Regions from separate parts of the Mus musculus genome. Here region 2 is linked to region 1. Evidence: chromatin contacts called from public promoter capture Hi-C data. All regions are on one chromosome and are shown on one strand. Each heading gives the region's core, a stretch centred on a gene start, on an enhancer-like site or on the middle of the called end of the contact. The rest is flanking DNA. Distances are from core to core; before and after follow the strand shown. Region 1 has its middle 5.9 kb from the start of Epb41. Region 2 overlaps Phactr4 (phosphatase and actin regulator 4).

Region 1 (5,984 bases), core at 2,314-4,813:
ACTTTGTGACTCCAGAACCCCTAGGGACCTCAAGTTTGGAGCATGCAGCTCAGGACCTCCAGCACCCCCGCCGAGGATCCTGTGACCCTCGGCTCGCAGCTCCCGGAACGATCGGGCTCCTTAGGAGCGGGCTTCTGGGTCTTGCACCTTGTCCCTCCCAGGCACCGGGGCCACCCCCTAAGGCGGTCCAGGCTCACCTGGGCTGCACAGGACAGGGACCTGGCAGGGACCTGGCCGGGCCGGGCCGGGCCGCGTCCTCGCTCTCCGCGGCTCTCTCCCTTTAAGAGGTTCCTGCCACTTTGCCCCGCCGGGGGCCTCCACCTGCACTGACAGGGCAACTCTGATGCGAGGCCCCGCCCTCCCCTCGGGAGGTCCTGTAATTGGTGCAGACAACTGCCAATCTTTGGGGCGGCGGGCAGGACCGGGCACAGTAGCCCGACTGTCGCAACCGGGAAGGGGCGGGGGCTGCAGGTGCGGCCAGGCCGGGACGCCCAGCCTAGAGCAGCTCCTGATAGACCCAGAGCAATCAGGGGAGGGGAAACATGGAGTTCCTGGATTGGCTGGTATGGTCGCTGACGTCATGTTGCAAAAGTATAAAGCAATTTGCCACGTGGTGCTGACCCTAAGGCGTTAGGTTGGAATGGGGGTTGTTCTAGGAGAGTTAGGGAAGTGACCTTGACGACATAGACTTACCTGGATCACCTGTTTCGCTAATTAGTTCTGTATGACCTTGAGCAATCCACTTCTCGGAATCTGCAATGTCCCCAACTAGAAATCTTCTGATGTTTTCTTGAGGATAAGTGACATTTGGTATATATCAAACCAAGTCTGGGACCCAAAAGTGTGTCCATTACCTGGAGTTCTGATTTCTCTTTTGCCTGCTTTGTCCCTCTTCTCAGTGGCTTCCTCTCCCAATGATCTGCCCCCATCAGCCCTGGAAGAGGTCTATGTAGTCAATGGCCTAAGACCCCTCCTCTTCCTCGCATTTCAGACCTGCCCTTGCTCACATAGTGACAAGCAAGGTCAGGAAGCTGGCTGACTCCCAGCATGGACTCATCCTAACTAAACTACCCCAGAATTTCAAAAGCTCTTCATGAGATTAAGGCCAAATCTGCCTTGGGATTCCCACCTACAGAGGACAAACATAATCCCCCTTTTATTCATAGGAATCAGAGAGTCAAATCCTAAAGCCATGGAGTATTCACCATGCCAGGGAGCCCTGGAGAGTGAGACTCTTGTTTGGACAAATGGAGAAACTGAGGGTCACTGAGGGCAAATAACTTCCTGAGTTTTGGTGACCTGCATTTTCATCATGGAGCGGGAGAGTCACTCAGGGGCACAGAGAAGCCTTTTGAGTCCTTTAACCAGAAATCTGGATGTTGCAGAACTGGCTATATGAACCCCGTACAAAAACCTGGGACATACACCCAGGCTCCCAAGCCAACCAAAACTCCTCTCTCCTACTACCCAGGGCAGTGTTGTCTATTGGTCAAAGCTAGAAACTCGGATGTAGCCTGCTTACATTAATTCAGGTTTGAGCCTGTGGGTAAGCTTGTTTCCCTGGGGGTAAAATACGATGTTGCACCAACATTACGTAGAATTGTTGTGCTGGTTAACTGAAATGGAAACTACAAATGCAATTATTCAATCATGGATCCAGTATTATTTTTTTAATTGCTATCACATGTATCCAGTCATGCATGCCAGAGAGAGCAGACTATGAATTCTTTAATTTGGCCTCAGTAAACAAGGGCTCCCGGGCCAACTGCCTCCTTTCCCGGGACTCAATCTAAGGGCTGCCAATAGGAAAACCCCAGCCCCGGGTTGGACAGAGTTATTCTAAAGGGCTGAAGAGGCCCCACCTCTCAGCTCTCCGGCATGAGGCTCCAGCTCTGTTGGGTTTTTGCTGCTAGTGGGTGACTCAGCAACGCCGGCGCCTGGCCCTGCCTGATAAGCCTGTGTGCCTATGTGTGAGTTTGTACTTGGGAATACATCTGAGAAAGTGTTTGTGAACTTCCGTGTGGGCTGTCAGCATACTGGGACTTGGGGGTTGGGCCGGGGGAGGGTGAGCGTGAGTTACCTACGGAGGGTGACTATTCGTGCCCTAGAATCAGAATGCCTGGCCCTGAGCTATCTGCACCTAGGGAATTTTGACCTGCCCCTGGAACCTCTGTGCTCAGGCACCTGTGTGTTTCCCGTTGAAGCACTGGGTGAACAACCAATGCAGTCTTGGAAAGCCTGTGGAGGGATATAGGTCACTGCCTCCGCCAGGAATTCTTAGCGTCCCTCTTGGGCCCTACCTGAGAGGCTCCGTGGGAGAGGTGACATCCTGAAGGGACAGTTCACATTTCCTCACCGCTAGTATTTTCTATCCATCTGCTCATTTTTTTTTATATCATTAAATTCTTCCAGTCAGAAATGCTTGACGCTCAGAGAGCTGATGTGACAACCACACAGTTCTGAAATAACTTCGAGGGTGACAGGCAGGGCACAGCTTTCTTCCTCTGGAGGCTGAAGGCTCAGTTTGCTGGGGCCTGTGGGCAACTGATAAACTGGGGGGGGGGGGGGGGGAAGGGACTTGTTTGTGTCAGCCTCCCTCCCCTTCTGAGAATGCCTGAGCCTCCTTATCCTGTCAGAGCCTGGGTGCTGTCCCCAGCTTCAAGTGGGCGTGAGCTGAGCGATAAAGCGCCCAGGGAATAGATGGGGTGTGGGGGGGTGACACGTGGGCGTACATATGTGGGAACATCTGTTTCTTCAACTGAACTTTATTTAGGACTTTATGGGAAGTTAACACCCCTCCCCTCAAAAACAAAGACATGGTAGCGTACCCACAATACTAACACTTCAGTTAGTATCCTAGGCCGGAGAATCTATCTGAGGCCAGCCCGGGGCACATGAAATCCTGTCTCGAAAACAAAGCAAGCAAACAAAAAGTTAATCTCTCTGAAAGAGAGAGAAAGTGAGAGAGAGAGAGAGGGAGAGAAAGAGAGAGAGAGGGAGAGAAAGAGAGAGAGGGAGAGGGAGAGAGAGAGAGGGGAGAGAAGAGAGAGAGAGAGAATGCTCAATGCTCTGCGTCTCTAGTCATAATATTTCAGGAGGCCAAGGCTTAAGAGAGCCTTCATAGTGTCTGCTATCCTATCTCAAAACAAACAAATTTTATAAAAACAAAACACAACCTAAATAAATAAATAAACAAAATTCATAACCTGCCAGGTGGGCTGGAAAGATGGCTTATTAAGTGAAGACTCCAGCTGCCAAGCCTGAGTTCCATCCCCCAGTACCTACATAGTGGAGAGAACCAACCCCCACAAGTTGACCTCTGACCCACACACAGGGGTGGGGTGGGGGTGAAAACATTTTTAAATTAAAAAACCAGATGTAGTGGTGTACACCCACGATCCTAGCACTTAGAAGGTGGAGGCAGAAGGCTCAGGAGCTCAAGGTCAGCCTTGGCTACACACTGAATTCAAGAGGAAGCTAAGAAGCCTCCGTACAGCCCTGTCTCCAAAATACACTGAACCCTACTAGTTCAACAAGCAGAAATATTGACCAATACCCTGCTAAGTCCAAGGGTAGAAAGAGGAACTCAGCCAGGCCAAAGGCATGCTGGGAAAGAGGGAACGCAATCCTGAGGCAACCAGGCAGCCCTAATCAGCCGCAGTCTGAATCCTGCCTCTGCTTCTCGCAGGAATCATAGCCTGTTTCTTCGTCAATCAGATGATGCAACGGCTCTCACACCCTGTCTCTCTTTCCCACTGGAGCCACTGGAAGAGAAAGCATTTGTATGTTACTCTCTAAGGGGGAATGTGTGTGTGGGGGGGGGCACACCCCTGCTGTGATTCACCACGGCTCCTATGAGGACCACCCTGAACTAATGTGTACTCAGAGCTGGGAAGGCAACATGGCTCCATTGGCAGCATGAAGAATGTTTTCTGGAGGAGGTAACCTTCCAGCTAGATTTTGTAGGATGAATTTACTACATAGGGTTGGAAAAGTACATTCCATATGGAGGAGGAGCCTGGGTAAAGACTCAAAGATAGGAAAATAGTAAAAATATGCGTTCCAGGAGCAAAACACACGGGCTGGCATAGCTTTCAAACCGAAGGAGCCATGAGACCAAGGTATTGAAGTTCTCGGATGCCAGGTCCAGGCACACAAAGACAGATTTGGGGATGGCTGGGGAGTGGGACCATTCATGGTATATGGGGGGTGTGGCAGTCATTCATAGAAGGAGGCTTGGTGGTGGGTATGGGGTCAATTATCTCAGAAGGACACATTGGGAACATGGGACAAATCTCTAGAATGAGTAGGTGGGAGTTGACATAAATAGAGAAAAATGTAAGTGTTCTTTGTCCCAGGTTAGGGTTGGAATGGGGGGGGGGGTGAATAAGAGAATGGGGGTGTCCCCAGACAAATTATGTTAGTGTATCTGTAACCCTGCCACCGAACGCTTAAGAATTCTGAAAGGCCCCACCGCTCTGGTTCCTCTGGTTTTGTTGCCATGTGTGGCCGCTGTCAATCCGGCCAAGAGAATCTCTGCCCAAGGAAGAGTCCTGGGTGTTGGGAGATGCCTAGCGCCTTGTCCCCTCTTCCCTTGCTTTAGAGAGGAATAAAATGGGGCGCGTGACCTGCTCGTGAACACAGGCCCTAAGCAGCCTGAGCAGGACTTGAACACACCACCTTAATTTGCTGGGGAGCGGGAAAGATTTGACCACAGTTGGGAAAGACCTGAGATGATCACCCACGCTTTAAAAAAAAAAAAAATCCAGGTAGAAGGAAAGGTGGTGTTTGGCGCCACCTAGTGTTATAGAGCTGAGGGGGCCGAGGCACTGAGTTGAGCCGTCTCAAGACGCTCCAGGGTTAGTGCCGGCCAGCATCTCATTTATAAGTAGGGGTTATGGGAAGGGGGCTTTCAGGCAATCTGTCTTGGGTTGCATAGCCAGGTCACACAACTCGCTAAGAGTCAACAAATAAAGGACATTATCCTATTCCTTAGCTCCTCCCTAAGTGCCCTTAGTGACTTTAGCTCAGTGACAGACAGCACATGCACGGTTGACAAGGAAGAGGCTTTAAGTCTGGACGTCGTCCAGCACCACAACACTAGAGACACAGCAAGAGGCGAGACGAGCTAGGCTGGACGACTGACCAGTTAGGCAAAGTCCAGACTGTAGGGTAGGCAGCTTGTTTAGGGCCCCGTTTAAGAGAAAGAAAAAAAAAGTGACCAGGTACAGGTTCTTGTAACCCCAGAATCCAGGAGGCAGAGGCAGGAGGATCACTGCAAGTTCAAAGCCAGCCTGGTCTACCCAGCAAGTTCCAGGCCAGACAGGACTATACTGAGTCTCTTTCTCAAGCAAAGACAAAGGAGAAAAAAAAAATTCAGCCAGGCATAGTGTCTCAGGCCTGTAATCTCGGCACTTGTGGATGTGGGGGTGGGAGGACTGTCATGAAGTTAAATCAGTCTAAACTACCCTCTGAACCCCTGCACTTTCTTCCCCTAAGAAAGAGAGCAATGGACACGATGGGGCACAGACCTGTTTTTTGGTTTTTGGTTTTTGGTTTTTTTTTTTTTTTTTTTTTTTTTGCACCCGGAACACTGAGACAGAAAGATCTCAAGGCCAGCCTAAGCTACTTAGTAAGATTCTATCCTAAGTGGGTGGGTGCTGAGTGATGTCATAGTCTATAGAAAGCTTGTCTGGCAAGTTTAGGACCTGAGGGGTTTTGTTAACCTTTATTTTTATTGGGCTGGAGAGATGGCTCAGTGATTAAGAGCATTTCTTCTTCTTGTGCCAGACCTGTGTCCAATTCCTGGTAACTAATGGTGATTCACAGCCATCTGTCACTACAGGTACAGGAAATCCAACCCCCTCTTCGGAATTCTGAGGGCACCACACATACATGCAAGCAAAACACTCATACGTTATAAAATAAATCAATTTTTTAAAAGAATGCCTCTAAAATTGTAAGGGTTACAAAAGATAAATATT
Region 2 (5,279 bases), core at 2,456-4,955, 340 kb after region 1:
AATAAGTTTATTAAAAAAACAACCAGCCAAACAAACAAACAAGAACACCAAACCCCTAGTGCTGGGTATGGTAGCAGAGGCAGGAGGATCTCTGTGAGTTTGAGGCAGACTGGTTTACATGAGCTCCAGGACAGCCAGGACTAGGTAGAGATCCGATCTCAAAAGCAAAAACTAAAAATAAAATAAAGGACAAAAGCTAACAGATGAGAGTATGAACGGATGCTGAGAGCACAAAGTCTGAGAGGCACTGTTCTACATCAGCATCCTGAGCGTGAGATAATGCACTCAACGCTGCAACAGGTAAGAGCAAGCATCCATAAAAAAGCAGGCCATACTCACCCGATGGGTCTTCCATGCCACTGCTAACCAGTGTAGGGAGAGAAGGAGTAGTTTCTGAAAAGAGAAAAGGTAAAAACAATACTGAAAACATCAAATTTACCATTTTCTAAATTTCTTTGAAATAAACCCAACTCACTAACACTTTAATAAGTGCCGGGCATGGTGGCCCACGCCTTTAATCCCAGCACTCGGGAGGCAGAGGCAGGCAGATTTCTGAGTTTGAGGCCAGCCTGGTCTACAAAGTGAGTTCTAGGACAGCCAGGGCTACACAGAGAAACCCCGTCTCAAACAAAACAAAACAAAAAAACCAAAAAAAAAAAAAAAAAAAAAAAAAAAAACCAAAAACAAAAAAAACCAAAAAAAACCCAAAAAACAAAAGTACCACAAATGACAAAAAGAACTGACAGTTCTCGACTTTCACACGGACACTGTGCCATGCATGCACACACAGAATAAGTAATTATTTTAAAAATGAACATTGCCTTCTGGGAGTTTTAAGGGGTATTATTGGGATACAAGCATAACAAACTAAAATATCAGGAAAAATCTAAGTCTAATTGTGTGTGTGTGTGTGTGTGTGTGTGTGTGTGTGTTGTTTCCTGCTTTTTGAGACAAGCTCTCACTACTTTTCATTTTTAAATACATTATCCTCAGTCTCCTACAACATGTTAAATCTCCATCTTGCATTCAATATGTAAAGAAAAGGGCAAAGTTTTGTGTAAATCAAAAACAAACCTGCTTTGTGGCACACCGCTCTAATCCCACTCCTGAGAGGCAGAGACAGGTGGATCTCTATGCGTTTGAGGCCAGCCTGGTCTACAGAGTGAGTTCCAGATAGCCTGAGCTATCTGGACCCTAAATAAAAAGATCCTGCCTCAAAAGCTAATTACATAAATAACAAAACAACTTATATGCATCTCTGAGCAGAGATAAGAAGTATATTTTTACAACAATATGAACTAACCAGTACCTGGGAGCTCTTGTCTTTAGCTGCATATGTATCAAAAGATGGCCTAGTCGGCCATCACTGCAAAGAGAGGCCCATTGGACTTGCAAACTTTATATGCCCCAGTACAGGGGAACGCCAGGGCCAAAAAGGGGGAGTGGGTGGGTAGGGGATTGGGGGGGTGGGTATGGGGGACCTTTGGGATAGCATTGAAAATGTAAACAAGGAAAATACCTAATTAAAAAAAAAAAGAAGTATATTTTTAGGGAGGGAAGTAATTTTATAGAAGAAATTATCTTTTTGGGTACAGGAATCTAAATTTAGGGCACTCACGTATGAAAATAAAGCAACAGAAAAATGTTTTATTTTGTTTTGCTTTTTAAAATATTTATTTATTTATTTTATGTATATGAGTACTCTGCCTTCAGACACACCAGAAGAGGACACTGGATTCCCATTACAGATGGTTGTGAGTCACCTTGTGGTTGCTGGGAACTGAACTCAGGACCTCTGGTAGAGCAGTCAGTGCTCTTAACCACTGAGCCATCTCTCCAGCCCTGCTGTTTTTTGAGACCTGGTTTCACTTAGTATCTGGCTTGCCAATTTATGGAGCTGCTCCTGTCTCTGCCTCTTGAGTTAAATTAAAGATCTCCAATACCATGTCAAGCTAAGAATTTTGACTGAATATAAATATTTACTCAACTTCTTGAGGGTCAAATCTGCCTCATCTAGCTTTGTGCCCAGGCCAGTTTCCTAACCAATCTCTCTTATGTCCTAAGCACATTCCCTGATCAGCAGTATGAATGTAAACTCTAATTGGGATCAATTATTAGCAGAGAGAACTGGGTTTAAGATGGGGTTTTGATGTAGACTACAGGGCAGGGCAGATACAGGGTCAGACATACAGCACAGATTTCTCCTGGCACAAGGTGTTTCGGGTCCAACTCTTAAGAGTTTCAGCCATGGCAGGTGGTGCCATGGGAAGGAATGTACTACTTGACTGCAAGACAAGAAAACAGTAGCTATAATGACAGTGGAATTGAGAAATTACTGTTGGGCTCAACCACTATGACAGAAAAAGAAAACAAACAGGTAAGAGAGATTAACCGTCATCTGACAGGCAGACCGGAAGGCCTCAAAGTATGCTTGGTAACCTCCAAAGTTCTCTCTTGCAGGAAGATGGCAGAAAGCTCTGAGGACCAGCCTAAGAACCAATCAACAGAGTAGCCCAGCTCCAGAGCTAGCTAGTTTACCACAGAAACTGTGGTATATGATCCTATGTATGCTGAACAATGGTATAACATCCTATGTGTGCTGTGGTATACCATCCTACGTGTGCTGTGGTATCCCATCCTATGTGCACTGTGGTATATCATACCATGTGTGCTGTGGTATACCATCCTATGTGTGCTGTGGTATACCATCCTACGTGTGCTGTGGTATCCCATCCTATGTGCACTGTGGTATCCCATCCTATGTGTGCTGTGGTATACCATCCTACGTGTGCTGTGGTATCCCATCCTATGTGCACTGTGGTATCCCATCCTATGTGCACTGTGGTATCCCATCCTATGTGTGCTGTGGTATCCCATCCTATGTGTGCTGTGGTATCCCATCCTACGTGTGCTGTGGTATCCCATCCTATGTGCACTGTGGTATCCCATCCTATGTGTGCTGTGGTATCCCATCCTATGTGTACTGTGGTATCCCATCCTATGTGTGCTAAGGTATACCAACAGAGGGGCCCTGAATGGTAAAGAATGAGATGTTAGTATGGAATCAAGAGCTCTGAGCTGATGCCTGCTGAGGCTTAGATGTGTTAAGAACCTTGTCCCCAAGGTGCTGGTATTGGGAAATTGAACCTTTACGAGCTAGGACATAATGGGGAGGGAAGAATTAGGTACTTTGAGAGAACTGTTAAGTTTTTGAGAGGGCAAGTTGTTATAAAGACCTGTGCCTGACCTTTTCCCTGCTTATGTGTGCCCCCACCACTGCCATGTCATGGGTAGTAAGGGCCTCACCAGAGGCCCTCAGTAAAAGCTGGAAAGCTTACTGGCTCACAGCACTTAGGGAAATCTCTGTCTAATCATTACTTAACCACTAAGGCAAACAAGTGCAGACTGCAGTTGGTACATAGAACAAAGAACACACTTTACAAGTTTAGTCCAAGAAAGCTACCAAGCAAGACCAAAAGAAACCCACAGCAAGGGAAGTTTATTCCAGAGCTGCCAGATCATATTACTTTAAATGGCCAGCCAGTACATATGTGCCTGTGTGTAATGTGGTGTGTATGTGTGTAAAGCCAAAGAAAAAGGGTCTAAAAAGCCAGAGAGTCAACAAATAGGAAAGTATGGCTTGTGATTAGGCAAGAAAAAGCAGTCAAAAAAGCTGAATTGAGCCAGAGGTGTTCCTCTAATCCCAACAGTCAGGAAGCAGAGGCAGTCTGACCACTGTGAGTTAAGAGGCTAACGAGATGGCTCAGCAGGTAAGAGCACTGACTGCTCTTTCAAAGGTCCTGAGTTCAAATCCCAGCAACCACATGGAGCCTCACAACCATCTGTAATGGGATCTGACGCCCTCTTCTGGTGTATCTGAAGACAGCTACAGTGTACTTATGTATAATAATAAATCTTTGGGCCTGAGCGAGTGGAGTTGACCAGAGCAAGTGGGGTGAGCAGAGATCCTAAAATTCAATTCCCAACAACCACATGAAGGCTCACAACCATCTGTACAGCTACAGTGTACTTGCATACATAAATTAAATAAATAAATCTTAAAAAATAAAAAATAAATAAGGAGGAAGAAAAGGAAATATAAAGAAATCCCTAGCTGTTAAACTTAGAAGATTTAAAATAAGCTACTAAATCTAAAGAACCAAGGGCTATCTATGTATGAAGTTCAGTGGAAAACACATTTCATAGGATTTGGTTTCTAACAGCACAAAAAAAAGTCATGTAATTTGGGGGGGGAGGGGTGTTTTCAAACCCTGGCCTTATCCTGTAGTCCAGACTGGCCTAGAACTTTGTGCCTAGTGTGGCCCAAACTCACTGCAAACCTCAGCTAAGCCCCCTGGATGCTGGGATTACAGGTGGGAGCCACCACACCAGGACAGGAGTCTCGGTGACGAGCCGTCCATGTGCACCCTTGCTGTGTGTGTCCAGGCGTCCAGGGTGGACACCCGTTGCTTTGTTCAAGCTGTCTGGAGGGGTTCAGAATCAGAGTGTTGAAAACCAAGTGGAACATACTCTCAGCATTCCAGACCACTCTCTCCCCTAGATAAACAGCTAAACATGTTTACCCTCCGTTTCATTCTTATGTTCAAAACTCCCTCGACCTAGAATAACCTTAGGGCTTGGGAGACAGTTTTTCGTCTGGTCTGAGTCTAATCACCAGAAGATATGCTGGCTAGAACAAGAAGATCCCTGAGGCTGGCTGGCCGGGCCGATAGGAGACCCCATCTCAAACAACTGTCTGTGCTGCTTCCTGTACTGTTTACCAAAACACAATCTTTTCCCCCAGTCAGAGTTCCTCTGTGTAACCCTAGTTATCCTGGAACTTAACTTACTCTGTAGGCCAGGCTAGCCTTGAACTCAGAGATCCACCAACCTCTGCCTTCTGAGTGCAGGGATTAAAGATGTGAGTCACCACTGTTTAACCCAAAACAAATTAAACTAGACATATTGGTACATGCCTTTAATCCCAAAACCCAAGAGAATCATTGTAATTTCAAGGTCAGTGAGGTCCAGGCCAACAAGGGTCATGCTATAGAGTGTGACCCCAGCCTCAAATAAAACAATACAATTGTTTAGTCCCTATCGAAATTTTATATATTTATTTTTTATTAATTAATTTTTTTTTTCTTCTTTGGTTTTTCGAGACAGAATTTCTCTGTGTAGCCCTGGCTGTCCTGGAACTCACTCTGTAGACCAGGCTGGCCTCGAACTCAGAACTCAACCATGCTCTGCCCTCTGAATGCTGGGACTGAGGGCATGTG

Evidence for each region. Promoter capture Hi-C pulls out the DNA fragments that hold promoters and counts their contacts.
Region 2: a promoter capture Hi-C map of liver shows a contact between it and region 1, with 2.2 times the contacts expected there. The contact joins two enhancer-like sites. A contact is called at or near these places in 6 of 39 promoter capture datasets (the C10 cell line, the HPC-7 cell line, liver and 2 more), 19 of 484 Hi-C or Micro-C datasets (B cells, CD4 T cells, the G1E-ER4 cell line and 12 more), 2 of 115 datasets of contacts at active chromatin or transcription factors (memory CD8 T cells and pro-B cells) and 2 of 9 other capture datasets (adipose tissue and liver).

Annotation. Positions count from the first base shown.
Region 1 is chr4:132,074,983-132,080,966 of GRCm38.p6, forward strand. It overlaps a transcript of Epb41 not described here. Among named protein-coding and RNA genes, the nearest start is that of Epb41, 5.9 kb to the left of the region's middle. RefSeq lists an enhancer at 534-4,245. Within about 2 kb of position 3,564, at least 61 of the 459 cell types and tissues checked have an H3K27ac peak or open chromatin away from gene starts, as enhancers often do. A contact at or near this core is called in liver, where this site is marked.
Region 2 is chr4:132,412,731-132,418,009 of GRCm38.p6, forward strand. Phactr4 (phosphatase and actin regulator 4) reads right to left here. Exons shown (of 13, transcript NM_001161797.1): 2 at 340-393. The coding sequence starts at 355. Among named protein-coding and RNA genes, the nearest start is that of Phactr4, 7.1 kb to the right of the region's middle. Within about 2 kb of position 3,706, at least 28 of the 459 cell types and tissues checked have an H3K27ac peak or open chromatin away from gene starts, as enhancers often do. A contact at or near this core is called in liver, where this site is marked.